Regions from separate parts of the Gasterosteus aculeatus genome. Here region 2 is linked to region 1. A link is a contact called in public Hi-C data. All regions are on one chromosome and are shown on one strand. The core of a region is the stretch at or near the end of the contact, and the rest is flanking DNA. Distances in the headings are between cores, read along the strand shown. Region 1 holds the start of psma4 (proteasome 20S subunit alpha 4). Region 2 overlaps LOC120809067 (unconventional myosin-IXAa).

The links. A called contact is a pair of places that touch in the nucleus more often than the background predicts.
Region 2: a Hi-C map of tail fin shows a contact between it and region 1, with 5 times the contacts expected there. The contact joins the enhancer-like site here to the promoter of psma4 in region 1. A contact is called at or near these places in 5 of 6 Hi-C or Micro-C datasets (blood and trunk muscle, skeletal muscle, tail fin and 1 more).

What each region holds. Positions count from the first base shown.
Region 1 is chrX:17,427,693-17,433,002 of fGasAcu3.hap1.1, reverse strand. It overlaps psma4 (proteasome 20S subunit alpha 4), which reads left to right and starts at 2,755. Exons shown (of 9, transcript XM_040163742.2): 1 at 2,755-2,823; 2 at 3,254-3,272; 3 at 3,713-3,755; 4 at 3,931-4,093; 5 at 4,271-4,348; 6 at 4,435-4,523; 7 at 5,078-5,208. The coding sequence starts at 3,270.
Region 2 is chrX:17,499,562-17,504,368 of fGasAcu3.hap1.1, reverse strand. It overlaps LOC120809067 (unconventional myosin-IXAa), which reads right to left. Exons shown (of 42, transcript XM_078083196.1): 22 at 4,542-4,664; 23 at 4,300-4,449; 24 at 3,876-4,177; 25 at 2,628-3,740; 26 at 2,219-2,300. Among protein-coding and RNA genes, the nearest start is that of LOC144382942, 13 kb to the left of the region's middle. Within about 2 kb of position 3,373, at least 1 of the 9 cell types and tissues checked has open chromatin away from gene starts, as enhancers often do.

The DNA of each region.
Region 1 (5,310 bases), core at 1,506-4,005:
CCTTTTCTGACAAAAACGTAATTAACTCGGGCAATAAGGCGGTGACTCTTTATTTACGGTGTGTAATTTCCTACTCAAATAACAACTTAATCCGGCACTAATTATAGTAAAGAGATATTTGAGTGTGTGGGCAGCTATTAGATCTTTGAATTCCGCAGACAGCATGACTCAACCCAATAAAAATAAGACAATCCTTTAAAAGACTTTTCTGTTACGGGGGGACTTGACCTCATGTGCTTAAGCCCCTAAACTGCTCTCACACCGCCTTTGTCCCCAATGAAAACAATATAACCAACTCAATAAATCTTATTTTTTTCTGGGATTGAGAAACAGATTCTCACGCACTACCTGAGATGACACACCGTTGTTCTGATACCTGTCTCAGTTCCCAGCAATGATTCCTTGGATGTGACACCATTTCAAAACCCCTTTGTAGTTTTGTTTAGTGTCTCGGTTTCCCAACGATGTCTCGAGGTGAAGCTGCCGACGTTGTGACTCATTTAAAACAAAAAGAATTAAAAAACCACGTCCACTGAGCACAGTGATGTGGGAAGTAACACACATAGACAACGGGTTTTTTCCCCAGATTAAAAACACCAAGTAGAGGCTTGTCCCTCTTGTTTTCATTTGAACCTGAATCTTGAAAGCAAATTTTTTTAGTGAAGGAACACAAGAAATGAACTAGAAGGCCAATTCCTTAAAAACGGCCCCCGTGAACTAAGTACCCATATCTAACCTTTTAAGAGCACAACAGCTTCAGCTGCTGTGGCATGAGTTTGTGACGCTTCAATACAATGTGATTTATGAATGATAGAAATGATGTGCACAGGCTGGTGGAGGTTTATGGTCCGGCGACTATCTAAAGACAATCAATACTTTTTTAATGGTTTAGGACAAAGAGGAACAAAACATTGAAGGATGTACAGTATGTTGTTTTTACACTGGGGAACCAATAGATTAACCTAACTTAAGTGTATGTTGTATTCTTGAGTTTTGATATTTTCTTGGTATTTTCAAGTTGGCAAAATTCTAGATGTGAAAGTGAAAGAGTGAGTTATGCGGTATGACGAGTGTGTGTGTGTGTGTGTGTGTGTGTGTGTGTGTGTGTGTGTGTGTGTGTGTGTGTGTGTGTGTGTGTGTGTGTGAAGGCTTGTTTCATCTGCGTCTCCATCTATATTTCACCTGGCTGTCCGGCACCTTTTGCCACCACGATAAGTTTTATAGGGGCCAATAAAAATCCCTTTAAACTGTCCTACAACAGTTTAATAAGGATTAAACCAACATAAGCTACTTTAGTGATGCCAAAGCAGTGGGCAGGAGAGACTGGACGGATCACAACCACCACAAGCCAATTCCTCAAAATGGTGTGCGATTAAGTCGTAGAAAAGATGTTTTGGGTTCAGCTCAAATGTAGAAATGAAGTCTGTAGTGAGGACAATGTGAGACCTGCGTCAGGGGCCTCTAAAAGATAAATATGGTGAAGGAGTTATAAACTCTGGATGTTCAGAGATCCAGATCCAACAAATCGAAAAACGCTGCACAGTCCTCATCGCTGAATAAACAGTGCAGCCTTGTTTATTGAGACGACGCAGCTGTAACTCTGTACTTCACTGCGCCAATCCTCTGAGACAACAATGTGAGGATGTGGTTATTCTTGATAATCTCAAGGTAAGCTGCCAGGCTGTGGCAACATTTTTATATATGTATTATATATATATTTATAATTTATGGAGAAAAGCTCAAACTAGTTTTTTTTCAGTAAGGCTATCCATTAGTAGACTAATTCTTATCATGTGACTGTGTTAAGTATTCATGTGAATTGTTAAAATGTCTATTGTGAGGAAATGTGTTATGTAAAGAGAAACTCAGGTGACTACCTGGCTGACAGAAGAGATGACTGTTCATGTGTCATCAATTAGAACCATATAACCAGAGAGGTCAGAGGTCAAGCATCAGCTACAGCACCGCCCCCTTACAGACAAACTCCTGACTCAGCAGCTTTAAGGGCTTTCACGCTGAAGATGGTCACTGAAAGATAGTGACCATAAAGTAGAGTGATACAGAGTGATAAAGTAATCCCCAGACAGAACTAAATCATTTCGTGTAGTTATGTTTTAAATGGGTCTCAGATTTACCACACAGTCAAGCTGAGGGGGCCCCCCAGCGGTGAACGGATGTATTACACAAATACTCTCAAGTGATGTGAAGAAAATAAAGGGCAATGTAAGATGTAAGGATCATAACTTACATCTATTTGAACCAGGAATTGAGTTATGAATTGTATAACCCATTTAGTTTAGCAAGAATTTATTGAATTTGAATGCAAACTACAAAATATAAAAACATCCTGTCCCGTATTTACCACAATGCAACACATGACACTTTATCCCTCTATTTGCGCTATCAAACAAACACACACATTTTATATTAATTTTATTGATATCTTTAAACTTCAGTAACGGTTGTATTCCTTTTATTGTTTTTTTGCATTTTTATCTTTAATAATGTTTCACTGATTTTATATCTTTTGTGTATCTTCATCTTGTACATTGTTTATGTTGTTTGCTGCTACTGGCTGATTTAGGGCTACCAAACGGAATTTTGTTGTATAACAATGACAACAAAAAACCTTTAACCGTTAAAAATATCTAGAATTACATCTTTAACAAACGGAAAACTATGAAATCTCGTCACTTGGTTTGTTCTCTTGAACATGTATTTACAATTGTTCCTGAATGAATTAATTGAATTGCGCGGCTTTATGGCGTCATCACAACTTCTGTGATGTCATATAAACGCGCCCCACAGAAAGCTCTTTAAGCGGTAAGCATTTATATTTTCACAAATTGATACGAAAAAAAAATGATATCAAAACACTATTGCAATTAATCTCTTTTAAGTGTCAAAGCAATTCTGTTGATTTGTCCCCATTCGTGTTAACAGTCAACGTTAAGCGAAAAATGAGCCATTTTTAGGACTGTAAATGTTAGTTATTAGTGTTAGTATTAGCGTAAACTTGAACAATTTGAAATATTATGGAAATGAAAAACTATAACACTTGTTTCCTGGTAGTCGTTAAACACTACTGACGTTAGCGACTTTTAGTTTGGTCTCTTTCGCTTCCACAACAAGCCGTAGATGACCAAGCACATCTGTAAATGTTGTTCACTGAAAGCTAGCTGCTTAGCTGTTAGCTCCACTAATGTTCACTGCCTTCGTTCACACCGTCACAACCGTTGTTTTGTTTTCACAGTGAAACATCTACAAACATGGTGAGTTAACTGTACTCTGTATGATGATGGTTATTGTTCAATGATGCTCCGATTCTTCCTCCCTTTAATGTTGGGATGCTTTTCCTTGGGAGGATTAAAAAAAACATCTCGAGGATTTAAACTCTGAAACAAACTAAATCGATTGAATTTCACGGTTATCAGATATCAATTCTAATTCTTCTAGTTACTAAAATACATTTCATACTGGTGGTCCTAAGGAGTCATTTCGTCATCAAGCAGGTTTAATTGAATTCTATTCTGCTCGCCAAAGCCCCACAGAACTGTTTGCAGTTACAGCCGTGTGTTATAATTGAGCACATAAGATGTTTATAAAAGAAAACATAGTCCCTTGTCCCTGAAGTGGTCCCAACAAAATAATATCTAATAATCAAGTACATTTTGTTCCAATTAGCTGTCATGTGTTTTCTGTTTCCTTTCAGTCTCGTCGATATGATTCTAGAACCACCATCTTCTCGCCGGAGGGTAAGAGCTCTTGACTAAAGCGACCGATGGACCGCTGCAAGTTACAAGTCCTCGACGCGCTCACATCCGTCTTAGTTGAAGCCCGGAGCGAACGCCCCTGGTTTATTTCTATCTCTCGCCCCTTCCTGTTCTGTGGTTGCATCCTGGTGTTGACGACGCTGTGTGGGATTGCCAGGGCGTCTGTATCAGGTCGAGTACGCCATGGAGGCCATCGGCCACGCCGGCACCTGCCTGGGGATTTTAGCCAATGACGGAGTGCTGCTGGCGGCCGAGAGGAGGAACATTCACAAGCTGCTGGACGAAGTGTTTTTCTCAGAGAAAATCTACAAGCTGAACGAGTGAGTTGATTTTTATGAAGTAAAAGGTGTTCTGTGCGGACGTTTTTTTTCAGTTTATAGATCTGATTCGTCAACAGCTTTCATTAATTAGCTTGTGATCGTTCTAATCATATGATCAAATTCCCATCAGAAAAAAAACGAGCAATCTCTTCGCAATGGTCTCACGTTTCCTTGCAGAGACATTGCGTGCAGTGTGGCGGGAATCACATCAGACGCCAACGTATTGATCAACGAGCTGAGGCTTATCGCACAGAGGTAAGCTCCAGTCGGGCACGCGGTCGCTGCCGTGGGACAAAATACAAATCTGGATGGACTTGCGATGGTCTGTGTTGCTGCTGCAGGTACCTGCTGCAGTACCAGGAGCCGATGCCCTGCGAGCAGCTGGTCACGGTGTTGTGCGACATCAAACAGGCCTACACGCAGTTTGGAGGTACAGAGCAACAGACCAGTGGTTCATCCAGATGAAACCAGCTGTTGGGTTGATCTATGCAATCTTTTGTCAGTTTGAGTTTCTGGCTTTTTGGCAGGAGAAGCGATCGCTCCAAAATCTCCTTGTACTTTATTTGTAAAAGCCGTAGCTGCTGGTCCTGAGAGACATTTTATCGCTGGAGTCCAATTTCCTCCTTTGCTACGATGAGTGGGGAGTGCAAAGTTAGCATCGGCTGTAATTGTTACAATATGACCCAGGATGACAAAAGAGTAATTTTCCTTACAGCATTTTGCTCTTTAGAATACTTTGCTTTATTTTTCCAAACGGGTCGAGTTGCAAAGTTGTCTGTTAGTCAGTTATTGTTATATAATGTAGATCAATCATTCGTTTAGGGGACATTTTTCTTCAGCATCTGGTTTACTCTTTGCATCTCAACAACTACGCAAACTCCAGGGATTGTGTGTGTGTGTGTGTGTGTGTGTGTGTGTGTGTGTGTGTGTGTGTGTGTGTGTGTGTGTGTGTGTGTGTGTGTGTGTGTGTGTTCTCTCTCACAGGAAAGCGTCCCTTTGGGGTCTCGCTGCTGTACATGGGCTGGGACAAACACTACGGCTTCCAGCTCTACCAGAGTGACCCCAGTGGAAACTACGGCGGCTGGAAGGCCACGTGCATCGGAAACAACAGCGCTGTAAGGCTCCGGAGCTCTCGGCGTACTATTCCTTTTCTTGAAATGCAGTCGTGCTGTAAATGATACAAATGTGTGTGGAACAGGAATATTTGGGTTTTAACA
Region 2 (4,807 bases), core at 2,124-4,623, 71 kb before region 1:
GCAGAGGACGACTGGGTGAGAAACATTAACATGTATTTAAATCGGTTCTGTTTTTCTATATTAGTGTTGTAAGGACAGAAAAATCATGTTATGTAACAATATTTGTTGTACTACATTGAATATACTACACAGTAAATATTTGTAAATCGTGTAAGAGGACATACAGTATAATATATAACAACACTGCTGAGTAAGTGAAATCAGCAGCATCACGGAGGAAAACGTCGAGGTTGAGATACTGAGAGCGAGTCGGAGCCCATGCGTAGAAGTCGACGATGTTAGTGACAAGTCCTCCGCTCGACGTTCTAATGACTGCGGCATGCAGCGGATGGCGTGCAGAGAAACACGAGGCGTGACGTTGTGTTCTCATATGAGAGGAGGAAGAGCTTCGGCCAATCTCTCTCTCTATTTATTGTTGTGAAAGAAGAAGATCTGAGTTGTGACGACAGACCATCCACTGACTACAGACCCTCCACTAACTATAGACCATCCACTCACCACAGACCATCTACTGACTACAAACTGACCACAGACCATCCACTCACTATAGACCATCCACTGACTACAGACCATCCACTAAATACAGACCATCTACTGAATACAGACCATCTACTGAATACAGACCATCTACTAAATACAGACTATCCACTAAATACAGACCATCCACTGACTACAGACTATCCACTGACTATAGACTATCCACTGACTATAGACCATCCACTAACTATAGACCATCCACTAAATACAGACCATCAACTGAATACAGACCATCTACTAAATACAGACTATCCACAAAATACAGACCATCCACTGACTACAGACTATCCACTGACTACAGACCATGCACTGTCTACAGATCATCTACTGACCACAGACCATCCACTGACTACAGACCATTCACTAAATACAGACCATCTACTGAATACAGACCATCTACTGAATACAGATCATCTACTAAATACAGACTCTCCACTGACTACAGACCATCCACTCACTATAGACCATCCACTGACTACAGACCATCCACTAAATACAGACCATCTACTGAATACAGACCATCTACTGAATACAGACCATCTACTAAATACAGACTATCCACTAAATACAGACCATCCACTGACTACAGACTATCCACTGACTATAGACTATCCACTGACTATAGACCATCCACTAACTATAGACCATCCACTAAATACAGACCATCAACTGAATACAGACCATCTACTAAATACAGACTATCCACAAAATACAGACCATCCACTGACTACAGACTATCCACTGACTACAGACCATGCACTGTCTACAGATCATCTACTGACCACAGACCATCCACTGACTACAGACCATTCACTAAATACAGACCATCTACTGAATACAGACCATCTACTGAATACAGATCATCTACTAAATACAGACTCTCCACTGACTACAGACCATCCACTGACTACAGACCATCCACTGACTACAGACCATCCACTGATCGTCTACTGACTACAGAACATCACTGACTACAGACCGGCCGTGGTGACGGTCCGTCTGAGTGAGGTGAACAAACGGCGGACTGCAGCCGACTAGTCAAACAGCAGTGGACAGAAGGGCAAAGATGAGGGTTAGCGGTGTTAGAGGCTCCTCCCCTTGCCTTCGAGGACGCCGCCCCCTGAGAGGTAGGCTGCAGCGACGGAAGGAGGGCGCCCCGAGTAGACAGGAAACAGTCGATCGCTCGGAGGTTGGGGGACCCGCGGAGATCCAATGCTTTACCATGTCGGGGTCGCTGTGACAGTCGGCCTCGGGGTGGGCGTTTAGGGAAGGGGGGGAGGGGGGCAGGGTACGGGAGTGGACGGGGATGTAGTATTCGTCATCGTCGTCCGACTGGGTCGCCCCCTCGGAGTTACAGCGGGTGAGGAAGTCGGAGCGCGTCCGGGACATTCGCGCTTTCTTTTTAGGGCCGGGGCGGCCCACCTGCTTCCAGGCAACCACAGGAACATCAGGTCAGCCGCTGATGTGTGTGTGTGTGTGTGTGTAAGACTTGATGCGTACAAGAGTCCTAATACGCCTGTTACGTGGTACATTTTAGCATAAATTACAAAAAGTACTAAGATTCTCAATTATAATGCAATACATAATCACACTTCATACATTGTGATTTTCTTGAAAATGCACACAATGTTCTTATCGAATCCAACGTGTGTTTGTGTGCGTATGTGTGTGTTTGCCCGACCTCTCTGCTTCTGGATCCTGATTTAGAGTCGTCCCTGAACATGGCCAAAGATCTTTCCTGGTTCACCAGATCCTTATCCGACCTAGCGCACAAATAAACAGACATCGGAAGTTTGAAAAAGTACTAAAATGTTTAGTACTTTTACTGGCAGAACACAAAAATACTTTTGCAGGAGGAGTTTGCACGATTGCCCAAACATTTCTCTTTTTCAAAATAAGCATAAAGCAATGCTGCTCTATTCAGGGGGCAATAAATATTTACAATATTTCACATTCATATAAATATGAGGCTCTTTTTCTGGATTTCAAAACAAATAATTACCTCTATAACCTCTTTGTTGAGAACCTCCGAGAGGTTCTAAAAGTAGATTTAACTGCCAGAGCTTCAGTCACTCAAAGGGTCCACTTACTTGGAGAAGGGCAGCTTGCGCCTGGGGGGGGAGAACACGGTGTTGGGGGGTTTCTCCACCATGTTCACGATGACAGTTTGGGCTGAGCTCTTCCTCGTAGCCTTCGGGGGTTTCGTGTCCAGGACCGGACTGGGAGCCTCCTGCTGGGGCCGGACCGCCTTCCTCTCCCGCTGGCCGGGGGGGACAGCGGGGACGTCGTCCTTTGGCCCCGGCACGATCTGGATGTCCACCTCCGAGGAGCACAGCCCCGATTCCAGACTCGGGTCGCTGGCAGTTGGAGGCGGATCCGTCCCGGGTGCATCGCCCTCCGCCTGGGTGGCGGTCCCAGGAGGCTGTTCCACCTCCGGCACCACCTCCGAGGCCTCGCCCCGGGTCGCTTGGGAACCGGTTGACGATGCTCCCCCTTCTAGGGTTAGGGCCGCCAGCGGCTCCTCCCTCTCCTCCACGGGGCTCTCCTTCTGCATGGAGATCAACACCACTACGGGCCTCCGGGTCGTGGACTCTCGCCTCTCCCTGTGGGGTTTTGCCGTTGGTTGGTGTGCCGGACTTTGGTCCGAGGCGATGTAGAACGTGGCCCGGGGCTCCGTCGCCGGCCTCTCAGTAGAGCTCAGCTGGACGCCCGGCGCCCGGGGTCGTTCTCGGGGGTCGGTCGGCTTGGAACCGAAACCTCCCGAGCCGTCGGCCTCCATGTCTTCCACATCCAGCAGTTCAAGACTGCCGCGACTCGCTGGGGACCCCCAGGGCGAGTGTCCGTGGGGGTCTCCCAGCTGACAGGAGTCGCCGCCCGGGGCCGAGTCTTCTTGGACGCTTGTGGTCCGGACCTTGAGAAGCTCCAGGCTGAACTGGGCCTGCTCCAGCTCTCTCATGCGCCTGCTCGCTCGCTTCGACCGGTTCCTGTGGCTCGGCTCGTCGGTGCTCCGGCTTCGCTCAGAGTCTTCTTCTCTTTCCGTCTCCCCCGAATCTAACGCAGCGGACGCAGAGTCCTCGGGGGCGTCCACAGAGACGTCCTGGGCATCAGCCTCCTGTCCTGATGAGGCGAGGTCCTCCACGTCTCCTGTGTCAGTCTCTGCTGGTGGACTTAGTCTTCTGCACTGCTCCTTCACCTCCCTGAACCTGAAAGAAATATACATATATATGATGATATTTAAGAGTGAACCAAGAAGGAATGAAAATCAAAAATCGATGAGCTGAACAGAATTGAGATGTGACTTCATCGACCGAAGGTGTTGTGAGATGACTTTGGCTCACCTGAGCCGAGCCATGTGCCCCCTGGCCATGGCCTGCAGCCGCGTCACGGCTCCGCACGTCCGGGAGTAGCGGCTCCTCTCCCTGAAGCCCCTCCACGCCGCCTGCACCGTGACAGCCGCCTCACACCTGCGTCGGCAGCGCCTCCTCCAGCTCCGCTGCAGGACCACGGCGGAGTCCCGCCGCTCCAGGAACCTCCTGCGCTCCCTGTAGCTCCTCCAGGCCGCCTGCAGGCACACCGCCGCCTCCTCCTCATCCGCCGAGTCCACGGAGGACTGCCTGAGGAGGCGGACCCGCCACCACCGCTGCAGGAGGACGGAATGTTTTCATCCTTCTTTCTGACCCGTTGAAACATCTGATTTCCTGCGTTGTCTTGAAAGCTACTTCAGGTATCGGTAAGTAAAGTGAAATTGTGGAATTGCCTCACCTGGATGACGAAGGTAGCTCGCCTCACGTCCACGAAGCGCTTCCTCTCCAGCACGGCCCTGAAGCGGCGCTGCAGCGTGACGATGCGGCGCAGGACCTCCTGGTGGAGGAGGGCCTGTAGACGCTGGCGCTCCGCCTCCCGCAGGAACACCTGCGACACACGGGGAACACTGGAGATGAGACGCGGCGCGCTCCACCAGAACACCGGCACAGGGAGAGCGGACGGCGTTCCAGGCGGCGTACCATGGTGTTGCCCACTTGGTAGCCGGCGGGCGGCAGGTGGATCCGCCTGAAGAACTCCCTGATGCCCGACTTGGTGGCGCTCGTGTCTCGGGGCAGCAGCACGTGAAAGTGACGCACAAAGTCCTGCAACATGGTGAAGAGAGGATTTTAGGTACAAGGAGCTTGACAAGTTTATTCTATGTGATCTGCTCTTCAATATCAAGTAGAAAGAGATTGTGTGTATGTTCAGAGCTATTTAGCAGTAAATAAAAAGAACAGAAGGATTT